Linked DNA regions of Sus scrofa: region 1 is linked to region 2. Evidence: chromatin contacts called from public HiChIP or PLAC-seq data. All regions are on one chromosome and are shown on one strand. Each heading gives the region's core, a stretch centred on a gene start, on an enhancer-like site or on the middle of the called end of the contact. The rest is flanking DNA. Distances are from core to core; before and after follow the strand shown.

Region 1 (6,026 bases), core at 1,586-4,085, 230 kb before region 2:
GGTCCCTGGGCCACGTCTGTCTGACTTGGCTACGAATTCACACAATGGTTCCCATTTAGCCTTTTGGGGTTGAATAACCTCCTGGAATGGTTCATGGAACTCACTAAGTGTGCTACACTTACAACTAGAATTTTATTATAAAATACAACTCTAGAACCACCAAGGTAAAGAGACGTAATAGGGAGGGTCTGGGGGACAGAATACAGAGCTCCCATGGCCTCTCCTCACGGACCACATGTGTCACCTCACTGGGTGAACATCAACATGTTCAACAAACAGGAAGCTTCTCTGAATTTTAGTGTCCAGGGTTTTTAATGTGGGGGTTCATGCTTTGGGTTGATCAAAGCACTGACCACTTATGGTTGATTAAGTTCACATGACTGAACTCCTCTAGTTTCCCTCCTCTCCCCAGAGGTCAGGAGTGGAGTGGAGATGGAATTTCCCACTTTCTTTCCTGCAAGGTCAGCCCCTTCCTTCAAACTACCTAAGGACTTACCACCAGTCACCTCATTAGCATAAACTCAGGTGTGGTGGAATGGGCATGTTGTGAATAACAAGACACTCCTATTACTCAGGAAATGACAGGCGTTTTAAGCTCTGTACCAGGAAAGGGGAACCAAGACCAAACATCTATATGTTTTTATTTTACCAAAGTTGTAGTGGACAGTCCCTGTAGGGCAAAGAGAGGGGAGCTGAGGATGGAAAGATAAGATGAGGAAAATTTATAAGATCAGAAATTGATGGGCAACTACCCCTTCCCTCCTAAGAAAGTGGAGCCAGAGGAAAAGCAGTAGAGACAATTCCCTTACTTTAGTATTTCTGGAGACTCTTTCATCCTGCTTGTTGTTCAGTTTTCCCTCAGGTGTTTCATCCAGAAGGAAGAGGCATGCCAGAGTCTCTGCTTTGGCACCAAACACCCCCGCACCCACCCACCCAGGCCCAGGTCTAGCTATTAACATTCCCCCTAGTTCAAATACTACTTCTTTCTGGAAGCCTTCCCCGATTACCCCTGTGAGAAGTGACCCTGCTGTGAATTCCGGAAAGCCCTTGGTCAATCAGTTCACTAAGGCCCTGTGTTGTGACTCATATTCTTACCTTCCCCAATTCCACCCTCAGCACCTTGCCTTACACACTTTCCCCTTCATTTGAAATAGCCAGCCCTGTGTGTAACATTTTGTATATCATTTGTGAGGTCTCTACAGACATCTATTATCATCAGCCCCTCTTCTGTCCCTGTAGAACTTAGTGCCTTCCCTTGAAGAGATCTCTCTCTCTCTCTGCATAGAGTGTGAATGTTTATCCCGCCAGACTATGAGCTCCCCCAGGGTGAGAATGTCTCTACTTTCCAAACTAGTACAGCTGGCCAAGCAGTGGGCTCTCAGGCATGTGTACAGAATAAACTCAGTTTCTCCTAGCAAACGTCACCTTTCTCACATTTAGGAAAGATCAAGAGAATCCAGGGGTGAGTTATGCATTATCCTGGGAAGAATAAGAAGCAGGAACTAAGGCACAGGCAAGACTAGCCTCTCCCATAGGGTCCTGCACCTCCAGCCAGGAGACGGCTCTCGGTGGGTGCTGCACTGAGGGCTGGGGGTACTGGCAGGTAGAGAAGTCAGACCACCCTGGGCAGGCAGGCAGGTAGATGGGCAGCTGGAAGCACCACGATAAGCTCTGGGGGTAGGTTCTAGCTGAAAGGAGCCTTTCCAGGGACTGTGTGAAAGTTCTCCCATGAATGGCTTCCAGCCCCTGGAAACCTAGAGCAGCCCTGGTTTAGCGTCCAAGCCCTGATTTACTCGACATTGATAGTTACCACCCGAGGCTCCAAGCTGAGTCGGAGCAAGCCTGCACAGCCACCAGCCCCTCCTCTGAGGCCTGGCCTGCTGCTCCCTGAGGGACCCTTTGAGGGTCCTTAGTGAGCAGACCGGGTGCCAGCCCTGAGGATGAGGGTCCCATGCACTTCCCCTAGGCAGGGTCCCATGACATAGAATTGCTCCAGGGAATGGGTAACCAGACCTGAAAAGGGACAGGACTGCCCAAGGATTCTTAGTGACCTCCAAAGCTGGCCAAGAGTCAGTGACAGTCCCCTAGCCTCTCCCTGCAGGGCTTCTGGTGGGGGTGGGGGAGACCTTGTCTTCTGCCTCCCTGGATCACAAACCCTTGATCTTTTCTTTGGTCATGGATACACCCTACACTGCTGAGTGTGCTACCCAGCATCTTATGGAAGCCACAGTCTGGGAATGGAAAGAATGGAGAGAGCCCGCTCCCAAGAAATGGTTAATTAATCCTCTCCCCTTCCCCCAGGCCCCTTGCACCTGCAGGCTGCGGTGTGTGGTTTCCCACAGCTGCAGCTGGCTCTGCAGCAGCCCCCTCCCTCCCAGGGAACCTGAGAGGCCCCAGGCCTGAGGCCCCTGGGAGAGGCGTCTCAGCCTTGGTCCAGCTGCTGGGGGTGGCGTGGGAGGGTCTTGCAGCCCTCTGACCTGGTCCTGCCACAGAGAGCGCTCTGGCTGACCTCATTAACTTCTACCCGCTAAAGCTGAAGGCAGAGACTCCATTTGGGAGGTGACCACAGACCCTCTCCACAGGGCCTCTCAGCCCTTCCCTGGCTCCACTCCACTGACTTCTGGAAGAAGCTGATGGCCTCTTTACTGACTGCATCCCTGAGGTAGAGGGCGGGTTGAGAGTGAGAGGTGAGTGGGAAGGACAGGAAGGAACAAGAGGAAGTGAGATTTGGCAGAGCCAGGCCTCTGCTGGTCAAGACAGCCTTGAACCCACGATGCTAGACTCTGGCAGGCTCTGTTCTCTGTCTAGCCAAGCAAAGGGCACATTGCCACAGAGCCTGGGCAGATACCCAGCTGCCCTCTGGGCCAGACAAATGTGTTCAAGGACCACCTCAGAACACTACTCACTCTGAAGCAATGAAGCAAAAAACGTGGGAGCTTTCTTGCTGAGACATTTCCCTAGGATGGGCGGGGAGGGGGCATCCAGAGGCTCAGCCCATCACTAGCAGCCTGCCCACTGCCGCTGCCCCCCCTGGCCACTGGGCATGCACCCAAATCCCAGGGGGCCATCTGGCTGGTGCCACACGAAGTGTTCCGCCCCAAGACCTGCCAAAGGATGTTCACTTGGGTCCAGAGGCTTGGGAGACAGAGGGATGGGAAGGCCGGGTCTGACAGGCACAGGCGGTGACAGGGCCCAGTGCTCTGGCTTATCTCACTTCCAACCCCAGGCAAATTGCTCCAATTCAACACTTTCCCTGGGAGGCCTTATGGCCTGCAGCTTGGGGCTTTGGTGGCCTCCACTTTGCAGAAAAAGCCCAGCTCCCCCTCAGAGCCAACTCCCCCCACCCAGGATAAGAAAAGGGAGGGTGACTTGGCAAAGGAGGCTTGAAAGGAAACAGAGCTACCCCTCTACAGAAAGCCCTGAGTCAGATGTGGGGAGGAGGCACAGAAAGGGCCCTGCAAAAGCCACAGATTTGGTCTCCCCTCTTGCTCAGGATGAGGACAGCTGCAGGGGGGCAGCCAGGCCTGGAGGAGGTGAGGGTGTGGGCTGGGTGGGCACCAGACAAGCTTCAGTGTCTAGGCTCCTGAGTAACCTGACACCCCTAAGAGGGCAGAGCTGATGCCAACCACCCTGGCTGATGCCAGTGCCAGGAGTCCACTGTGAACTCCAGACTTGGGCTTGGCCCGTTTGCAGCGGTGCCACGTGGCCACAGGCACAGAGCTCTGGCTGAGCGTCACCACTGATTACTGTGTGCCCTCAGGTGTATGGAGGCAACGCCCCATGAAGGAACTATGAATTCCTGAGAAGAGGGGCCTAGATGAGGAGGCCCAAGGTGATCCTGCCTACACAGGGCTATTGATTTATTTTTGTTTTTTTGGCTGCCGTGCAGCCGCTTGATGTGGGATCTCAATTCCTAGACCAGGGATTGAACCTGGGTGGAAGTGGTAAAAGTGCTGAATCCTAAACATTAGACCATAGGAAACTTCATAAACTTTATCCTCTAAATGAATGAATTAAATGGTATGTGAATTTTATCCCAATAAAGCTATTATTTTAAAAATAACATACTACTATTATAAAATAGATAACCAACAAGGACCTATAGGGAACTATACGCAATATTCTCTAATAAGCTATCAGAGAAAAGAATCTGAAAAGTCCATATATTTTTATATGTATATATAATATACATATTATATATAATAATCTTTATATTACATATAAATTATATAATCATTATATATATTATGATATATATATATCTGAATCATTTTGCTGTATACCTATAAATCAAATATATTTCAATAAAAGAAAAAAGTGATACCAGGACGTTATTGGAGGGCTGCTTTAATCAGGGAGTAACATTATCACCTGGTCTGCTGTGGGAGCATCAACTGTAAGGAAGAGGAGAGGCTGGAGACAGCTGAGAGGCTACTGTCATGGGCCAGGCCAGGGGGGATGTGGACTTGGCCTGGACGGGTCTCTTTGTGATAGAAGTTTATGAGGAGGTCAGACTGGGGTATATTTAGAAGCGGGAGTTTGATAATGGATTGGATGTGAGGGGTGGGGGAAAGAGATGAATCCAGGCCATTGAACTACAGTGGGGAAGACTGGAGGAGGAGTTGGGTTGGGGGAGGGGCAGAGAATCAGAACTCTGTTTTGAACATGACGGGCCTCTGAGGTATCCTCTAGGCAGGGGAGATGTGAGGATCAGAGTCACCATCATATCAATGGCCACATGCTAAGGGCCAGCAGTCCTTTGAGGAGAGTTCTACAATTATCCCTGTCTATATTGGGCACATCTTGTGCACCACCTCAGACCCCCTCGGCCTCACCTCTGGTTCCAGAGGCTGCTGTGGTGACCAGTTTTGCACAGGCCTAGACCAGGGTCACACAAATGCAGCTGACAGTGGCCAGTGCATGGCTCTCCAAGCCTTCTTTTTGTTTTTGTTTTGCCTATTTTTTTGGGGGGGGGGCGCACTTACAGCATATGGAGGGTCCTAGGCCAGGGGTCAAATTGGAGCTGCAGCTGCCAGCCTATACCACACCAGATCTGAGTGGCATCTGCGACCTACACCATATCTCATGGCATCGCCAGATCCATAACGCACTGAGCAGGGCCAGGGATGAAATTCATGTCCTCGTGGATACTAATCGGGTTCTCGTTACCGCTGTGCCACTATGGGAACTCCCAGAGGATTCTTTAACCACAAGGTCTCACAGCCCATGGGGTGAAGCAGGGGTTCACACCCAGGCAGGGGCTCCAGAGGTGGAGCTGCTGTTTTGTTCTCTACTCTGTTCCCATTGCCTCTCAAATATTCCAACCTCTGGATGGCACTGAAAGTCACAACCATGACAGGATCTAAGTAGGCAGAGACTGTAAATAGGAAAGTCATCCCCATGTTACTATTCAGAGGTCAAGATGAGGAGAAGCCAGTGAAGGAGCTCAAGAAAGAGCTACTGCCGAGGTAGGAGGAAACCAGAGGAGTGTGGGGTCCTGGACTCCAAATGGAGGCTGTGTGTCAAGGAAGAGTGATTTCTCTCTATGCAAATGCTGCTGAGAGGTTGAATAAGATGACAGGAAACACTTCTGGATGTGCCAACAAGGAGGTCATTGGCGACTTGAACAAGTGTAGTTTCAAGTGGAGTGGCAAAGACAAATACTTGGCTGGAGTGGGTTAGGAGGGAATGGGACAGAAGCCGGCGATGGGGTAGGTTCAAAGGAGGGTTTGCTTTTTAGGATGAGAGAGATGACAGCATGTTTATCTGCTGAAGGGAACAATCTGGTGGAGAGGAGCAGCTGGATAGTGCAGGAAGGGAAAGGATGATTTGGGACAAAGTCCTGGAGTGAGTGAAGGAGCTGGAATTTGATGCACAAGCAGAGGGGCTGACCAGGAATTGGAGGGGGATGCCATCCACTGTAAGAAAGGAAGGTGGGGACTAGGGTGCAATTGCAGGCACCTGGGAAGAGCTGCTGGTGAGAAGACAAGTACTTTTCATACAATTGCATGGATTTTCCCAGGGAC
Region 2 (6,033 bases), core at 2,664-5,163:
CTGTGTTGACATTTGCACTGATAGTGCAAAAGCAATGTTGGATAAGATTCCTGGCACCTTAACAAACTTAGGCCATGGTACACAACTGTTCACCTACACACAGAAATGTAATGGTTCTTTCAAGGAAAAGCACGTATGTGATTAAGCTATGAACTAAACTAGCCACTTTTTTCATAGAACACCATTTTCTTTCTTTCTTTTTTCTTTTTTTTTTTTTCTTAGGGCCGAACTTGCTGCATATAGAAGTTCCCAGGCTAGGGGTTGAATCGGAGCTACAGCTGCTGGCCTGCACCACAGCCACAGCAACTTAGGATCTGAGCTGAGTCTGTGACCTACACCACAGCTCATGTTGCTGGATCCCTGACCCATTGAGCGAGGTCAGGGATTGAAACCACATCCTCATGGACACTAGTTGGATTCGATTCCACTGCGCCACAATGGGAACTCCCTGGAATACCATTTTCACTTGAAAAAATAACTGACAGATAAACTATGTTTATTCAGACTTGGTTATCTGGCAGATGTTTTTGCAACTTCTCAGCAAGCCTGTAACTTTGAGGAAAACAACTGATAGAATTTGTTGCCAGGGTTCTGGATCTGAAAATTGATTCAGGTCTGGAAACCAGACAAGGTATTGTGACTTTTATTGGAGCAACTGCCGTCAGCCTCCTGATCTTTCAGTCTCGACAATTAGAGCTTTCAAACGAAAATTAGGATCTTAGAAAAATTGTACATACTATCATGAGATTCCCAAGACCTAAAACTTTTTCTGATGATATTAACAAGTGTGATTTTTATTATTGTGTAATGAAAGTATCACTATTTGAAAGATCTATATAATTCAATGAATCTATATATATATATATATTTTTTTTTCTTTATCTCTTTAGGGCTGCACCCACAGCATATAGAAGTTCCCAAGCTAGGGATTGAATTGGAGCTGTAGCTGCCAGCCTACATCACAGTGACAGCCTCAGCAATGCGGGATCCGAGGCATGTCTGTGACATACATCACACCTCGTGTCGATGCCAGATCCTTAACCCACTGAGTGAGGCCAGGGATCGAACTCGCATCTTCATGGGTACTAGTCAGATTCGCTTCCACTGAGCCACAACAGGAACTCTGTAGTTAGTGAACTTTTTTGAGGCAATTTCTTCATCTCTAAAATGAAGATAAAAAATGACTACCTGATAGATTGTTGTGAGACAAATGAGACAAGAAATATAAGTGCTTATGGTGCCTAGCACATAATAAAGGTGTGAATGTTGCTGCAGTTGTAATTGCTCAGAACTTTCCAAAGCCTGAAAAGGCTGCCTTAGGGAACAGATAGCAAGGTGCACCAACACGGATGGCCTTTTAGATGATGCTGGAGAGCACTAGCATCATAGGAATGCTGTGAGGGAAGTTCTAGGGTCCATGAGGGTATTTATAAAAGAGAAACTTCAGGACCCATTCTGTCCCCAAGATGCCTTGATTCTCTGCTCTGACTGTCCACCCTTAATCCAGAAGAGGCATTTAGAGGCATATTCACTTTCAGGCCACAACCCTTAATCCAGAAGAGGCATTTAGAGGCATATTCACTTTCAGGCCACTAGGGGGCCATTTAATTGTCTGCGGCAGGAATATGCTAATGATTCCTTAATGGCTCAGGCACCAGGGAGATCGGGCTCTATTATATCTGAGAGCATTTTGAGTTCCTAGGGTAAAAGACACTATGTAAATCCAGATAATAAATAGGACTCATTGATGAGAGGTTAAAGAATCTGGCACTGTTTAGTGGAGAAGAATAGGATGAGAGGAATTAAATAGGGGTTTCAGGTATATTTATTCTTCAGTATGGGAAGAAGTGACATGCTGTTTTCTTGCTCCACTGTGAACCAATCAGGAAGAAAAAAATTTACTTTGCAACAGGAGAAATTCAGAGTACATTCAAGGAAGTGGATGGGAGGAGGCTTTAGGTTGGCCTCACCTGGAATCTTGAAGAATAATTCACTTTGGTAAGGCTGGTACAATCGGTTCTGTCAGGAAGGCCAGAGAGTAAGGGAGAGAAGAGAGTTCAACATCCAGAGACAATTCAGAATTTTCGACCTAACAGGCCACCCGGCTAGAAGGGCTCTGGCCACCCTGGGAGCAGGATGGGGAAGGAGTAGTTATATTTTCCTCCTCAGCCTGCAGAAGACAATAAACATTCTAAACTTTTAATGTCTTTGAAATTTCCCAGAAAGTAAAAGTCAGGCTGTTCCTGGAAATGAGCATCCTGTTAGCCTTTGCTAGTGGCAGACTTGCATCCAGGCCTCAGGAGTCAGGGTCTGCGCTGTGGACCTGCAGTTCCAGCAGCTGATCAGCACACTAAGCTCTGGTAGCCATTTGACTTGTATGCAGTTGAGGTGGCAGGGCAGCAGTGTTGGGGTGGAGCTTCTTCATAAGAGGGCATGGTGTCTGGAAGCTAAGGGTTCTTATGGAGCAGGAAGAGAAATGGAAAAGTCAGAGATGGTCCAGCCCCGCAGTGTCTGAAGCCAGGAGTCAGGAGGGGTGGTTCACTCACAGAACCTCCAACCCCAGTTCTCCCCACACCACCACTCACAATCTCCAACACCCATTGAGATACCCAGGCAGTCCACACACCCAGCTCTGGGAACACAGGAAGTAGAACTCAAGAGGGAGGGAGCCAGAAATTCTAAAAAACCTCATACACAGGTAAGGGGAGAAGGAGAGAGCTGAAGAAATGTGGAGGGGAGGAGAGGACTGAATGTGGAGGGAGAAGAGGAGGGGTGAAGGAAGGGGAAAGTAAGCGGCTACCGAGCTTTCCCAGCTTGGAGAGGGGTCTGAAGGATGACAAGCCTCACATGGGAAGGGTGGTAGAGGAACAGCCCCCTTCAGGCTCTGAGACCCCAAGAGGATCAGAGAAGGGAAAAGCCCTGGGAGCCGCTCCACCGGTTGAGTGCGGCCTCTAGAGTTCAAGTCAAACCCAAATCCGGGAGGCGGAAAACCCTCAAAGCAGGACCTGGGACCTGTTGCAAACTTCAGGGCTAAGGTGGGAGGCGAGTCTGGAGAACCAGCTCAGCACGTGTACTGTCCCGAAAGCTCCGAAAGTTCTGGGCAGCCCACTCAGGGATCTAAGAGAATAGGGAGTCTGGGGAGCCTTGAAGCCCAGGCGGGACCCCGGCGGGGGTTGGGGGCAGGGATAAGGCGCGACCAGCGGTAACCGCAGTGCACCTCCAAGCTCCTTGACTGGCTGAGCCAGACATGGGCCAGGCTCTCCAGGTGTAAAAGGGTCTAGAGAACCCAGCGGGAGGTTACGTGTACTGGGGCACGAGCCGAGAACACCAAAGTAAAATCACTCCTACTTCTGGGTGTAAACTGAGGCCTGGAGTGGAAGCGCTGCTGCTTATACCACCTGTCACTTCGGACAGTCGGGAAGCAGAAAGGAGGTGCCAGAGTTGACAGCTCTGCGCTCCGACCGCCCCTCCCCGCCCCCCTTCCAATTCCGCACTCCGCCCCAAACGACGCTGTTACCCTTTTAAAGAAGAGCCCGGAGCTCCCACCCTCGCCGCGCCTGCCCGCGCGGGGCTGCGGCAACGTTGCCCTTTTAAGAGCCAGCCTCCGTTAACTCTCTCTTAACGGGGCGTCCCGGCGGGGGCTCCCGGACCCCGCCAGCAGCCCGCCTCCTCCCCGCGCGGCATTTCCGGACCCCGGCGTCGCCCTTTTAAGAGGCAGCCCCCAGCAGCGCTCTCCCCCGCCCCTTGTTGCCGGCGCGCGAGGCGGGGGAGCTCGGCTGGAGCAGAGCGCGCTGTCCGCGCGGCCACTGGAGACCGGGCGACCGGCGGCCGGGCAAGCGGCGGCGGCGGCGGCGGATGGGGACGCGGAGCCGGGCGGCTGTGGCGGCTGTGGCTGTGGCGGCAGCGGGGAAGCAGCTGACTGGCCGGCGGCGGCGGCGGCGCTGGCGGCGGTGACTGGTCCAGGCCCCGGCGGCGGCTGCAGCGACGCGGTGGAGGGCTGCGGGCGGTCGGCTTGAGGAGCGGCGGCGGCGGAGCGCGGAGCGGCCGGGAACGGAGGGCGCCGGGCCGCCCCTTGCCCAGTCCTCGCAGGCCGCCAGGCCCCCTCCAGCCGGGGCCGTGGAGCACCGGGGCAAAGGCCGGGGCCCCCCCATGAAGGAGCGCGACTCGGCCCCGGCCGAGCGGGGCAAGCCGGCCACCTACACCGGGGACAAGAAGGCGAAGATGGCGGCCAAGACCAACAAGAAGTGGGTCCGGCTCGCCACCGTGTTCGCCTACGTGCTCTCCGTGTCGCTGGCCGCCATCGTGCTCGCCGTCTACTACAGCCTCATCTGGCAGCCGGTGGGCGCCGGGACCTCAGGGGGAGCCGCCGGCCCGCCCCCCGGCGGCTCCAACGCCACCGGCCCGTCCGGGACTTCGGGGGCGGCCGCAGCGGGGCCCAACACCACGGGGTCGTCCCGCCGCGAGGCGCCGCGCGACGCGCCCCCGCTGCAGGCGGTGCGGCCCGTGCCTCCCGAGCCCTTTGCGGACAGCCCCTTGGCCGGACCTCTGGAACAGCCGCGGGGGGCCGAGGAGGACGAGGAGGAAGCAGCGGCGGCGCCTGGGAGTCGTTGAACCCTTCCGAGCCAGGGGCGGCCGGAAACCATCCTCACCAAGCCCGGAGGCAGGACTTTGCAGCAGGACCGGGTGGGGAGCCCGCAGGAGTGACCCCCACGGGAGTGAACGCCTCCCTTCCCCTGATGATCGCCGGCTCGCCCCAGGGGCGAGGGGCCTGCAACCTGCTCTTCAGCCAAGGGACCACGATTCTCCTGGGGGTTCGGGGTTTGGTCTTCCCAGGACCGTGCCGCGCCAGGGCCCTGAGCCCTAAGGGGGATGGGGGGAGGGGTGGGGAGAGCCCAGCACCGACCCCTTCTGCGCTGCTCGCTCTTCTGTATCCTACGTACAGGAGTGACTCGGGCTTTCCCCCCAAGACTCAGGGGAAGGAGGGAGCTATATGGGCTCTTCTTTAATAAACCGCAGCTCTCACAAGGAGGAGGGCACCAAAAGTAGTGGAGCTCAGGTATGTCAACCTAGTTTTCAGTGGCCACAGATGCATTTAATTTATAGATCCCTGTATATAGTTGTTGACATATGCACTAGAAGCTATAATTGCATAGAACTACATGTATCTTCCCACACCTTGGGTAGACTCCTGGCTGATGGGGTTAAGCAAGGGCTACTTGCTGGCCCCCAAAGTGCAGCTAGCTAGAAGGGCACAGACACTTTTTTCATTACCCACTCTTCCCCCCCCCCCATTTCAGAAAGATGGGTTTATGACACAAAAGAGTATAATCATTCTTAGTCTTTTTGGAAAGGACAGTGGAAACCTTTGAAGAAGTAGAAGCAGTCTAGAGAGGGTGGGGAATGTATGGATCCCATCTTCTTCCCACCCTAGTGCCCCCACCTAAGGCTTGCTGGTGAAGTCCTAAGTATCTGGATATGGGCCAGGGAAGGAGGAAGGGAAAGAGCACTGCCTCTGTGCTTCAACCCTTGGCCTTCTCACAGAGTTCTTTTAGGAAGAGCAAGCCTTGTAGAGTGGCTGTCAAGTGTTTTTATCTTTTTCTTTTTCCCTGCTCTTCAGAATCGCATCTTGTTCCAGTAATCACCTTTACTTTCTCTCTTCCCTGTGCCTGTAGTGAAAATGTACCCCTGTTATTAGGATGAAATCCTTTGTGAACTAGAGCTTTAAATTTTAAGGTAGAACCCAAAAGGCTGGAAGGTGGGCTTCAAACTCAGGAGTGTGTTTCTATAGCCGGGGAAATAGACCAGTCATGCTTTGGAAGGTTAAATTGGCTTGTCTTTACCTCTCCCGATAAGCCCCACTTAACATGCAGCCTATACTTTTCATTGAGATGAAAAACATCAAGAGAAATGACATATGTCTGGGGCAGCAAGAATTACACATCCTCAATTTGGATTCTGTTTCCTTCCGCCACTTGCTTTTAGGCAGTTGAGTGTGGGTAGTGACAAGATATCAAACCCCTTAGTGTTTCCTTT

What was found. HiChIP or PLAC-seq counts read pairs in DNA pulled down with a chosen protein or histone mark.
Region 1: a contact with region 2 is called in an H3K27ac HiChIP or PLAC-seq map of alveolar macrophages. The contact joins the enhancer-like site here to the promoter of INAFM2 in region 2. A contact is called at or near these places in 1 of 5 promoter capture datasets (liver), 4 of 47 Hi-C or Micro-C datasets (alveolar macrophages, epiblast stem cells, heart right ventricle and 1 more) and 1 of 2 datasets of contacts at active chromatin or transcription factors (alveolar macrophages).

The regions. Positions count from the first base shown.
Region 1 is chr1:131,222,025-131,228,050 of Sscrofa11.1, reverse strand. All of the region lies in intron 1 of LOC110261466 (a long non-coding RNA gene), which reads right to left. Among named protein-coding and RNA genes, the nearest start is that of SRP14, 17 kb to the left of the region's middle. Within about 2 kb of position 2,835, at least 23 of the 83 cell types and tissues checked have an H3K27ac peak or open chromatin away from gene starts, as enhancers often do. A contact at or near this core is called in alveolar macrophages, where this site is marked.
Region 2 is chr1:130,990,472-130,996,504 of Sscrofa11.1, reverse strand. INAFM2 (putative transmembrane protein INAFM2) reads left to right here and starts at 3,913. Exons shown (of 1, transcript XM_013985582.2): 1 at 3,913-6,033. The coding sequence starts at 4,150. The coding sequence ends at 4,611.